Regions from separate parts of the Hordeum vulgare genome. Here region 2 is linked to region 1. A link is a contact called in public Hi-C data. All regions are on one chromosome and are shown on one strand. Each heading gives the region's core, a stretch centred on a gene start, on an enhancer-like site or on the middle of the called end of the contact. The rest is flanking DNA. Distances are from core to core; before and after follow the strand shown.

What was found. A called contact is a pair of places that touch in the nucleus more often than the background predicts.
Region 2: a Hi-C map of seedling shows a contact between it and region 1, with 5 times the contacts expected there. The contact joins the promoter of LOC123439557 here to the promoter of LOC123443025 in region 1. A contact is called at or near these places in 2 of 6 Hi-C or Micro-C datasets (leaf and seedling).

What each region holds. Positions count from the first base shown.
Region 1 is chr3H:74,372,857-74,379,285 of MorexV3_pseudomolecules_assembly, reverse strand. It overlaps LOC123443025 (aspartic proteinase 36-like), which reads left to right and starts at 3,367. Exons shown (of 11, transcript XM_045119245.1): 1 at 3,367-3,645. The coding sequence starts at 3,407.
Region 2 is chr3H:74,781,092-74,787,520 of MorexV3_pseudomolecules_assembly, reverse strand. LOC123439557 reads right to left here and starts at 3,421. Exons shown (of 1, transcript XM_045116254.1): 1 at 2,532-3,421. The coding sequence starts at 3,222. The coding sequence ends at 2,833.

The sequences.
Region 1 (6,429 bases), core at 2,118-4,617:
GTGAGCATTTCAAGTTTCACTGAATAGGCAACCTGGTGAGGTGGGTACTTACATGTCTAAAAAAGTAATCGTTGTCCCCTAAAAAAAAGAGAGTCGTTGTTAGGAAAAGAACAGCCACACATCAAATATCCCCTTGTTTTATTTTTTGCCTTTGTCCCGAAAACGTTCTTTCACTTGGAACAGACACGGCTTTTTTTGCGGGTGAAACAATTATATTACTCAACTCATGCATATTGTCCTTATAATTATCATCAGCTAACTGTAAAATCATCAGCTAACTGTAAAGAAACATCAGGACCAGAACCCAACCAAGTCATGATTCTTCCTTCAGTACGAGCAAATTTAACTAGACTATCCCCAACCTAGACGCGGCTTGACTTCCTGTGAGATGTTGTACGTAACAATTGGTATATATGATAAACAAAACAAATAAAGATATGAGTATGCATGTCTTCCGCAAAAAAAAATTATATATGCATGTCACTCATTCTTTTTTAAGTCGAGTCTATTTTCCACCCTCTTTTGTCACTTTTGATAGGAATTACATATTTTGTTTAGATAGAGTAAAATGGGTCAAAAAGATACTCCTATGTTTTACCTTGCTACTCCGTGACGCCGTACGCGCACCTTGCTGCTCCGCGCTGCCGCACGCCTAGCAGCTGCACCAGATCGAGCACGGCGCACCTGGATGCTATGTGCCGCCGTATGCCACACCTTGCTGCTCTGTGCCGGCGCACGCCTAATAGCAGCAGCACGAGCACGCAGGGGCCGGCGCAGTATCAGCACGAGAGCGAATAACACGAGAGCGAATACAGGACCTCCGAGGCCCCCCGCGTCGCCCTCCCCCGAGCGAGGCGACCGGGGCGGCTCCCCTCTCCTTCCCTTCCCAGCGAGCCGCCGCCGCCCCTCCCCCTCGCCGCTGCTGCCGGCGGGCGCGGCGGGGCGTTGCCCGCGCGGCGCCCCGCAGCCCGGCAATGGCGGCCCCCCTTCTTCCCCAGTCGCTGGATCCCGGCTCGGGCAGGCGGTCCTGGCGGCGGAGCCCTTCGACCGGCGGCGCTCCGGCGCGGATTTGGACGACGGCGGTGCGGAGGCGCTGCCCCTTGGCGGCGGTGATGGCCCTCGCATGCGGCGGCCGGCGGCGCCCGGCTGGCTCAGATCTAGGCCCTAGAGGCCCGATCTGGGTCGGGGCGGGCCTGCTGGGGCCGTGGTGGGCTGTCCTCCGGTGGCTCTGGCGAGCTCCTCGTGACAGGGACAACGGTTGATGTGCCGTGACTGCTGCAGCGTGGCGGTGGAGCTTCACGGGTCCGTTCTGATCGGCTGGACATTTGGTCTGGTGTGCATCTGCTGCTATGCCCGGTCTGCTACCGCCTAAGCTGGTGGAGTTTGTTCCCTCCCTCGTGGTTGCGGTGCTGTCGGTCCTTGTTTACGGGTGTCTCGTTTGGATCCGATCGGCCTCGCTTCGTTGGCCGTGGTGAGACGACGACGACTTCCTTGTGACTGTGTTGGTGCATGTTGGTGGACGGCGGGTGTGGTGGAGCCGAAGGTTGGTCCTGGGTGTCGGGTGCGAGGGGTCGGGAGAAATCCCTGTCGGATCTTGACGGCACCAACGCGGTGACGCCTGCGGGCGCCACCATCCTTCTTGAAGGGCGTCGGGTGACCCTCTCACCCCACCACCCTCCGTGTACCGGGAGAAATCCTAGGATTCGTTCGGGCAACAGCGTCGACATCGTCGCATTCCTTCTTGAAGGTGGTGCTTGGTACACGACAACTCGGTGGCTTTGGAGCGTGGTAGTTATCTTCGATGGGCACAACGGTCGCGGGAAGTCGTAGCTTTCGTTGATCCGGTGTTGTTGGCTTTTTTCTCTTATTTTCTCTTGTATTTTCTTTTGGGCGTGCTTGTGTTGTCCGCCCCAACGGTGTTCGGGATGTTGTATCTGGTGGTTGCTATATCCATATAGCGGGACGAAAGCCTATTTCGAGGCAGTAGCAGCACGAGCACAACAGCGTGAGGCATCTGACCCGACCGACGCCGGGGAGGTGTTGCGTCGGGGAGTCGTCATGGAGTAGTTCGGAGCTCAAGCGTGAGTGCACATGAGGCGTTCATTGAAAAGCCTAAGAGAAAAAAGGACAAGGAAGAAGAAGGTCGCTGCTCACACACGGGCCTCACATATATGAGTGATCAATTTAACGGTTCAAATAAACAAGTTGACTTTGCGTCATGTCAGTACTGACAGGTGGGCCTCCCATATCAGAAACGTGTTTAAATCATCTAAACTACCTATTTTTTCAATAATGATGGTTTTTAGTCACAAAATAAAAAAATAGTATAGTTTCCAGCCATTTAAAAAAAAGTGATAGTTCTATGGCCCCTTACCTTTAAAGTGGTAGTTTTGTCAAATACTCAATAACATCTCCCAAGAGTTTTCTATATGGTACCATACTATATGTGCGTTTAGGAGCTCCCTCAATATTTTTATGGCTTTTGTAAGCGTGCACTTGTGGCAGTTTTTCAGTACAACTTCATCTATACCTGCCTGGAATTTATGCACCTCCACCCGTCAGTGACTACTCTCTCTCTCTCTCCCCCCTCCCTCCCTCCGTCCCTTCCCCCCTCTCTCTCTCTCCTAGAAGACACGCCAACGGAGCCCTGATGACCAACATCAAAGTGGTACACGAAACAAGAGTGACAACTGCCTACGACCCAGTGGTGTGTTGCGGTGGCCGATACCATGATGGTGCAGGGAGGCGGTAGTGGTGCCGACAGTGTGGTCTCGATGGAGGTGCGACAATCGCCAACGACCAGCTAGGGAAGGGGAAGCGATGACGCCTGAGGAAAGGGGAGGCGACATGGCCGCCGATGATGCAACTGTGCGGTTGCAGCTGGCCACCGACGGGGTGGAAGGACGGGAATCGCCGACGGGAAGGGGGACTTTGGCCGGTCGTGGCAGTGGCGTGCCGGGCCGTGAAATCCGGGCGGTTAGCTTCCGCCGCGGTGGATTGGATTACTGAGAGATTTGCATCTCTCTCTCTATATGATATATGAAAGAGAGATGGGGTGTATTTTTGGAGACATCCTAATAAGAAATTAGGTTAAAGGAAAATGTTGGAACAGTTTTTTTTGCAGCTCTCTATATGCGTGCATCGAGCAATTTGCACCAGCTGGACTCGTGAACTGAGACCTGAGAGAACATGCGAGCACATGCCGCGCTTCAGTGACAGTAACCATAAATAGAGAAAGGCAAAACATTTTACCTCTTTGGTGTTTGTTTGTAACAGGCCACTGTGTTATGATTGCATGCCTGTTGAACACAGCTGTCCTTTTCTCCTGGCATCAGCGAGCTCCTCTCTCTTCCGCGCACCTCACTTTAAACCCTTTCTTCCCCGAGAAACATAGAACAGCTCTCCAATGGTGGGCGTCGGGCTCCTCCGGCCCTGTTTTGCAGCAGCAGTGCTGCTCGGTGCGGTGGCGTTGCTTGCTGCCGGAGCCTCTCCTCAGCCCGTCGTTCTGAGACTGGAGCGACGGCTAGCATCCTCCACGGAGATGATCAACATCGACAAACTCCGACTGACCATGCGTGGTCTGATGCGTGAAGGTGTTGCTGATCTCCCCGTGGTCGGCACAGGGAACAGTTATTTGGCCGGCGGGTACGTTTTTGCAGCATCGATCTTTAGTTTAGCAGTAGTTACAGCGACATGTCTGGTCGTCTATTATCATTTCCTGACGATCGAGGTGCCGGTAGTACTCCCTCCCGTCCTTTTTACTCGCATATTAAATTTTGGTCAAGTCAAACTTCATAAAGTTTGACCAAATTTATATTAAAAAATATCAATATCTACAATACCAAATATATACATTATGAAACTACATTTCGTAAAGAATTTAGCAATATTGATTTGGTATGGTGAATGTTCATAATTTTTTGTATAAGTTTTGTCAAATTAGAGATACTTTGACTTCGGACAAAACTTATATGCAGACTAAAAAAGACCGGAGGGAGTATATTGAGTCCTGCTGGAGGTGCTCACCAGGGCCAGTAGAACGACGCGGACGGCCTCGATCTCGTCCATGTGAGTCGTTCCGCTGGTCATGGTTGTACCGGGCCGCCCGTCCACTCCCCCGGCTCTGCTCGGCGACGTTGCTTTGCTGCTTGCGAGTGCCGGCAGGCCGCTAGCTACTTTGAAGGTGATTGAGGGGGGTGAGGGAGGGGGCTTCTTCTCGCGGGCATCATTAGGGAAGGTAACCTCAAATTATGGTTCACAGCGCATGCTGCCGACGACTCCGCGACCGCGTCGGCCGCGACGGAGGTGCCGTTTGGCGGATCTCCATCAAGCTCGTCGGCATGGTCGCATGGACGACATCGGCACCCATGACGAAGTTGAGGAGGAGGATCACTGACAATGGCGTAAATCCAGAGGGACATGTGGCCGCGCGCGTCAGTAGAGCGCTAGATGTCATTGGGAGAGGCCGGCGGTGGGTGCTCGACGTGAGGGTGACGTTGTACTATGAGAAGAAGGAAGAGGAAGAACGTGCGCCATTTGTGGTAGTTATGCTCGGCCACATCAAGTTAACTTTGTGTAATTTGTGATGTGGTTGTCAACAAGATTGCCGAAGGGGCAGGAAGGGGGCCGACGACGGTGGCCGGTGGGGTGACCGAGCCACCGAGGAGTGAAGCGGTGCGGAGAGGCGAGAGCGTGCAGAGAGGGCAGGCAAGGTGACCGACGACACGGCCGCAGAGGTGAGGGGTGCAGCAGCGGGCCGGGGAAGGTGGACGAGCGGTGTTCAAATAAAAAAAATAAGTAATGTTCTCTCTGTGTTCTTGGCAAACCTCGGCCCACGCAGAGGTGAGGGATGCAGCAGCGGGCCGGGGAAGGTGAACCACGACCCGCTTCCAAAAGATCACTCGGGCCCAACCCATCAGCTGATAGCACAGTTGCCTCGTCGAGTCCGTCCCAAATCTAGCCAAACGTGCCGTGTCTGACGGGCCGGCACGGCTGCCCGCAGGCCAGGCATGAGACAGGCCCGGTCCGGCACAGGCTAATCGTGTCCGGGCCAAGCACGAGCACATCCTGGGCCGTGCTTAGGCCTCCACCCCGGCAGGGCGCAAATCGCGCCGTCACGCGACGCGGCCAGCTGGCATGGGCGGGACCGCATGAAGAAGGAGGAGCGCGGGAGAGGGGTGGGTTTAGGCGGGAGAGGGGTGGGTTTAGGCGGGAGAGGGGCGGGGCCAGTGTTTTTTTTTTTGTTTTTTTTTTTAAATCAAACCGGTCAGCATGCCACAGGCCGGCACGTTTATGCCGCATATCGTGTTTAGGCCTGGACCCCGGGCACATGGGCCGGCACGGCACAGCCCGTTTAATAAACGTGCCCTGACGGGCCGTGCCGTGCCAGGCACGAATATAGCGGGCCGCGCCGGCCCGGCCCGTTTGGCCAGGTACGGTCCGTCCGCCTCCAGCCTCCTCCCCCGAGACCTCAATCCCCTTCTCCACTCTCGGCTGGCCGTTGGTGTGGAGTGGATGCACGCGGCACGCCCAGGGCTGACCTCCGGCTTCTCCGAGCTTGGATCCGCGCTGCCCGCACGCGGCTCGCCCATGCCGGAAGTGCACGCCGCGCGGCGCCCATGCCGGCAGTGCACGCCGCGCGGCGCCCGACGTCGTCGTCCACTCGCCGGCCTGGACCCTTGGTTTTCTTTTCATTAGGATGTTCAGTCCACTATGTCCTAGTAGTAGTTTTCCGATTAGTGCAAGCGGCCTAGTTGACTGACTGAAATTTTGATGTACACCCCCAGTAATGTCCTGTCCACCCCATCGATTCATTGATTCGTGTTTTGATGCCTTCTGAATTTTGTATTTGCCATCCTAGAGAAAAGAATTTTGTATTCACCTAACAATGGGGAAACAGCATGTAGTCGATTTTAGAGAGAACAGGGGATGAGTATCCTGATGATATAGCAAAATTTACTTGCCCACAATGCCGAGGTTCTTCTGAACATGTCATATCTGTTTTATTTGTGCCATTGTGTGAATAAGATAGGTGTGGTCTTTTCTGTGGGAGCACAAAATTTTACTTGCCGACAATGCCCAGGTATTGTCTGAACACTTCATATCTGTTTGTTTTGTCCCATTGTGTGAATAAGATATATTGTGTGTTCTAACATAGTGATACGGTCAGTTGTGTGAACTGATGACATGATCACTTGCTCATCTAATATCTAATTATCCCTTTCTATTCTATGACTTAGTGCCTTTTTTACTGCATATTGTGTGTTCTGATATGCAGTGGCCACCCCTCTTGTTTTGGCCACTCTCCGTCACTGTAACGGAGAGATCCTAGAGAATAAGGAGATGTGGTTAGTGCGTGCACGATCAGACTATACACACAAAATTTTCCTAACATTAGGAACACTAGCCCGCTGTTGTTATCAACTTCCC
Region 2 (6,429 bases), core at 2,172-4,671, 410 kb before region 1:
AATATAAGTCTTTTAAGCGATTTCACTAAGGGTCTACATACGGAGCAAAATGACCAAATCTATACTTTAAAATATGTCTATATACATCCGTATGTAGTTCACTAGTGAAATCTCTACAAAGACTTATATTTAAGAACGGAGAGAGTAGTTTTTTAACTAAACCCGTTATTCACAGCCCACAACTAAAACGAGATCGGGTGGCTGCTAGGGTGGGGGTAACTACCACTAGGTGGTAGTATCTATCCCCCCCCCCCCACACACACACACATATTTTGTTGAATGCACATGCATACTACTCCTACAACTAAATGCAAATATATATAGAAACTCTATTCATCATCCAGGGTGCAGAATAAATTATTCCTCGCTCGAGGTAATTTTACGACCACTTCAAAAAAAAAATTGAAATGCAAATAGATACATTTATATTGATTAACTACGAAACAATTGCCATAATAAAACAAAAATATAGATCATAAGACCAGAAAAATCGCATTTTATGTATAATTTACACTATATTTTTATGTTTGTAATTTTATGTGAAATAAAATATTTTTTACGGTGACTATGTATTTTGTTGCGGTCTCTTTTTATGTATGAGATAAGATTAAAATTTAAGAAACGTAAAATTAGGGTGTATTAATGTGAAAATAGAGGGGGTGAAGAATAACTATTCCTCACCCAGGGTGACGAATAGCGTGACCCTATAAATAATTACAAACATAAAAACATAGTGTAAAATGTACATAAAATGCATAATTTTTTGTCTTACAGCCTATATTTTTAATTTTTTATGCCAAATTTTACATAGTGGTCAATAAGACCTATGTATATATAAAGTCTATTCATCACTCAGGATGCAGAATAAGTTATTCTTCACCCGAGTTAATCTTACGATCGTTTCATAATTAAATAACATTTAAAATTCAAATAATTACATTTATACTGATTCACTACGTAAAGTTTGACATAAGAAAACAAAAAATATAGGTCATAAGACAAGAAAACGTATTATATATATATATTTTACACTATGTTTTTGTGTTTTTAATTTTACATGACATAAAATACTTTTATGGTGTCTATATATTTTCTTAGGGTCACTTTTTACATATGAAATAAGACAAAATTTACAAAATGTTAAATTACGGTGCATTGATATGAAAATAGCGGGGATGAAGAATAAGTATTCCTCATCCAGGGTGACGAATATTAAAACGTAGATTTATTCATTTTATTTCGTACGCAGTTTTCCCTAATAAAACGCATCTATCGGTTGATGTGTGCTATACATCCGTCACATCGATAGCCGTTGGATCTACGTGCAGGCAGTGTCGGATCGATCTCCTGCCACATCCGGCTTGTCCCCTCCCCATTCATTAATTCCCGCAACAACGACTTTGTTATAGAAACATTTATAACAGAGATGGTGTTGCAGATTCCTGCAACAACAGTTTTGTTGTATAAATATTTATAATAGAGATTGTGTCGCAGATTTTTTTTTGCAACAAAGGTTATGTTGCAGAATTTTTTTGCAACAGAGGTTGCGTTGCAATTTTATTTTTCAATAAAGATAGTGTAGCAGTTTTTTTTTCAAACAAAGATGTCGATGGATGAAAGTTTTGCAACATTAGTAATGTTGCAGAATCTTTTTTTGCAACAAAGAGGATGTTACAGGAAAAAAATCACACCGATGAGGGAGTAGCAGCGTCGCGCCGCCGACGAGCACCGACACTGTAAAGCTCCCCGTCAACCCTGCTGGACCTTACCCAGACGAGCCCCTGTTGCAAAAGGAGAACGGACTAATCCATGGAGAGTCGCAGCTGAGACCCCTCCTCTCTCAAAGCCGACGCACAAGGGATAGCCGATAGGATGGAAGGACGGCCGATGTGTGGATGCTTGGGAGAGAGTGACGAGATTAATCCATGAAGAAAACGAGTAGTGAGCGATGACTTTTGTGAGGATAAAAATAAGGACATGAAGATTAGATATTTCTAGTCACCGATGGGCTCCTACAGCCACGTGAGGTCATCAAATCCAATCCAACGGCCACAAGCCTGATGGATGCATTGTTGTAATCCGTCGGTTGAGAAGAATCTTTTTCCCTAATAAAATCTTTAAAAAACTTATATTTAAAGTAACCTAACATGGATTGGATCATATCCGATGAAAAGCAGAGGTCGGCGTGACGGCGTCAGCCTCTCCGCGATGAGCCGGCCAATGGCGGCTCGGCAGCGTACGACACAGAGTTGAATCAAATGGCGATGACGTGCGCTGTGTTAATCCTCTTTATAATAACCCACGGCCAACAGCCAAAACCAACGGCCGGTCGACAGGGACGCAAAGTCCCATGGGTTAATTATTGCTGAAGACGACGTGCAATTGCGCCTTTGTGAGCCATCAGCCTTCATGCTGCAGTGACTAGAGATACATGAATCAACGACTATTTTTGCAACTCGCAAGCATCTGAATCTGATAACTGACCGTGATTCCACCACAAAGTTGGAACCCCTTGCAGTAAAACACTGAGCAAACCGAAACGTAAACATCATTACAACCAAATTACTTCTGTACATTCAGGTTCTACTCCTACCTAGTTTTGCTTCAGAACTAAGATAAGATTAGTTAACCAGCCCCCGTCTCCATGGAATAATCAGGTTGAGGAGAGCCTGAAGGGGCCCTGTCCTAAATACCACTGGCCCCTTCTTCGGGTTCGAGTACAGTAACGATCAACAGGACAAACAGAACAACCAAAAGTGTATGTACACAGACTGACAGCGCGTCCATGGCTCGGCCGGCGGTCGCGGCGGCCGGTGAGCTGTTCCTAACATCCTATGGCTTGGCGTCGCCGTCGGGCGCGGCGGAGGCGAGGCGGGAGGCGATGGCGGAGTGGTACATGGCGTCGTGGAAGCTCTCCGTCTCCATCATCCGCATGCGCAGCTGCCGCGCCTTCTCCTCCGTCAGCACCCCGAACCGCCTCGCCCCCGCTCCACATCCAGCAGCCCGCTCCTCCTCCGTCGCCGGTGCGGGCGCCGGCTGGGCGTCGATGTAGTCGGGCTGGCCCGACCACCCGAGGAGCGGCGCCCACCACTTCCCGTCGGCGCCGCGGAACCTCGCCCCGCCGGTGGCCGCGGCGGCGCACGAGCAGGGCCGGCCGGCGCCCGGCGCCGCGGGGAGGCCCCTGGCAGAGAACGTGGCCGCGGGTCCCGACGCCACCGCCATTGATTGGTTGCTTCGCGCCGCGCTGCGAGAGAGGAAGAGGAACCGGAATCGAAGGATTCGCGGGGTGGGTTTAATTCGCAGCCGAGAGTAGAGGAGAGGGAGAGGCGACGGGTTGGATTGGCCTGGTTCGGTTCGGTTCGGTTCGTTTCGTTGCGTTGCCGTTGCTGGGAAAAGGTGGTGGGATGGGAGCGAGAATGGTGGTGGGGTTATTATAAAGCGGGAGGAGGCCAGGGGAACGGGTGGATAAGGTTCGCGCCGCGGGCTGGGCGAGGGGACGGGACGGGATGGGGCACGCGGCACGCATCGCGCGGGGCGCTCTCTCGCTCTCCGCCGTCGCTTTCGCGGTGGGAGTGTGTGCGCCCGTGACCGCGGGCGCGTGCGCTTTTTTGGTAGAGAAAGAGGGGACGCGCCGGGGTTCGGCTCCTCGGGTCGGATGGCACGCACGGTAGCCTCGTGGCCCGTGGGCGGGGGTGTGGTGCTTGGGGCACCGGCACGTCCGGGGTTTTGCCTTTCTCTTCGTCCAACGAAATATCTTGCGAACGTTCAGCCTCGCTCTAGAAGAAAACGAAGAAGCGCTGGCAAAACCGCAGTTTCGGGGCACTCGGTTGGTTTGCAAAAAGAAAAATGAATGAGACCAACCCAGGCTAATCTAGCCTGTTGGCATTTTTTTATACAAGAAAACTCCGTGAGCACCAGTGTTAGAGCCGAGGCTCGAACCCTGGCTGGCTGGCTGCAAACTCCAGCGCCAAGCCAACTGTGCTATGCTCGGTTCTCCACTCGGTTGGTTACTACTGTAGAAATACCCCGTTTGGATTTCATTAAGTATATATCAGTCCGGTACATTTGGGTGGACGGACGAACCGGTCTATCATTTTGATGGTTAGTGGGACAATAGTATTTTTAATTCATCGGGTTCAAGTTCTAATGCTCGTATTAATTTTGCATTTATTTTAGAATTTTCGACGATGCACATTCAATGAGAGGAGACATTTTCATCGATAACGAGGTGTCTACGGTGACTTCATAAATCTCAAGGTGATATGACAATTCAGAGGGTGCTTGGATTAAAGGGACTTATTTTGATCTGATTAAAAATAGTCTCTTTAAGAGGCTAAAGTTTCAAGCACCCCTGATTAAAAAGGGGTTAAAACTAGTTTTGAGACTAAAAAATTTAATCAGGGATACCCCTACTAAAATATGAATTAGTCCTCTCTCTCCTCATTTAATTCCTCTCCTTTAACACAGGCGAATTCTGAATTGGATGGTTTGAAGGATAATAAATGTTCATTAGCTTGATTTTAGTCTCTTTAGTATTTGGATCCAAGTATGGGTGAGGCTAGCAAGTTTTAGTCCCACTACTTTTAGTCATGGGACTAAAACGTATCCAAACACCCTCTCAATCTCTTAAAATGGTTTATATGGATAGAATGTGTGTTCATAGAAATAAGTGTTTGCACGTGTATATGAATATTTGTATTGTATTTAAAATTAATCTGATAAAGGGCCTTGGAGTGAACCCACATTTGTTTTTCGTCGTTTTAGCACACATTTTAAATCTTTAGTTTCATTGTATTTAAGGGAGGTGAAGTTAGTAAAGTCAAGCTCATTTGTGCTTGAGGAAACAGCAAAATCCAAAAAAAATGAATAAAGATTCTAGAATTTATCTCAGGCAAGCATTGAAAAATGTATTCAACGCTCACAAGATTCATCAAACATTGAAAATTATCTGAGGCAAACATTGAAAAAAGATGCTTCAAAAGTGTTATTTTCAAAAGCATTTTGTGCTGATTGTTTTCCATGACTTTCACAAATGTTATTTATGATAAAGTTCTGTAAGCACTTAAAACATTTTTCAAATTTTGTTAGGAAAATCATTTTTTTTTCAATATTTTGTGGCCTTACTGTTCATCGCGAGCTTCATATGAGCTCTTAAGTCTTAAGCAGAAGATGACTTTCGGTATTTAAGGTCTTCTGTTTTTAAGTAATCTGCATTTGTACTTCTTTTTGCAGGGATCTGCATTCGTGCTTGGGATAGTAAGATATATATTTGCTTCCTTTTACCATTAATAAATGACCACGCCTGTCTACTTAGGATGCGATGCAAATTTGGAATATATCTTTTAACCATTTTCCTTTTAATAGTTTTTTTTATCAATTTCCTTGATAGCTTTTGGAGTGAACGAACGTAACGCATCTTTTTTCCTTTGTGCGAGAGAACGTGGCGCATCTGAAACACATAATGCATGCAATTTTTTAACTGAGTAAAATCAAAATCGCTTACATACACGAGCATACATTCATCTCTATAAACGCACTCACGTATATCTTATTTCTATGAACATCTTTAAAAAACTGAGACGGCACATTATCTTGAAATTAACGAAATCATCAAAGACGTCTTCGTAGTCGATATGAACATGCATTCCCATTGAATGCACATCACCGAAAGGCATGCAACAAAATTAGGAAAATGCAAACACTTCCTCTCCATCCCCTTGCCCGTCTCCTCCGAAGCCGATCTCGGCAAGCACGCCGCCGACATCGTTCATCTACCAATGCCTCTCTTGCCTCCTCCTGTGACGCCGGAGTTCCAGCGCCCCATCACCGCCACCTCCCCGTCCTCGTGGTCATCCCCTTCACTCCTCCCCCATCTCCCGTGTTACCAGCCGCCATAAGTACGCCGACAGCGCCGTTCATGCACCAACACCTCTCCTACCCCTACCTTTCTTGCTGCAGCAGCCGTGCTTCTCATTGCCACCACCTCCACCTCCTAATCGCCGTCTCCTTCGGCTCCTCTGACACTTGCCTCCACAAGTATGCCGTCGGTTGCGCACTGCTCTCGGTGTCAGCGGCACCAAGTGCTGCATAAGAGCAACATGCTTCATACTTCAGAGTTTTGGACATGATGTCATTGTATTTTCTTTTCCCGCTGAACTTTATTATTAGGCCTGATTGTTGTTACAGGTTGTTGTGAAATGCTTTTGTATTTTAAGATTTCATTCTCTCTTTTTTGCTAACCTTCCCTTTTGTTTTTGGGGAAAAAGCATGCAAGTCGGAGACTCGCGGCCTGCTCCCCTTCCCTCCCCTCCACGACCCGTGCCGCCCCCGCGGTGGCCGGGCCGCGCCGCGCCGCCTCCCGCCCACTCTCCCCCCTTCCCTTCTTCCTTCCGCCGTCGCCGGTGCGCCACGCCGGCCCTTGGTCGGGCG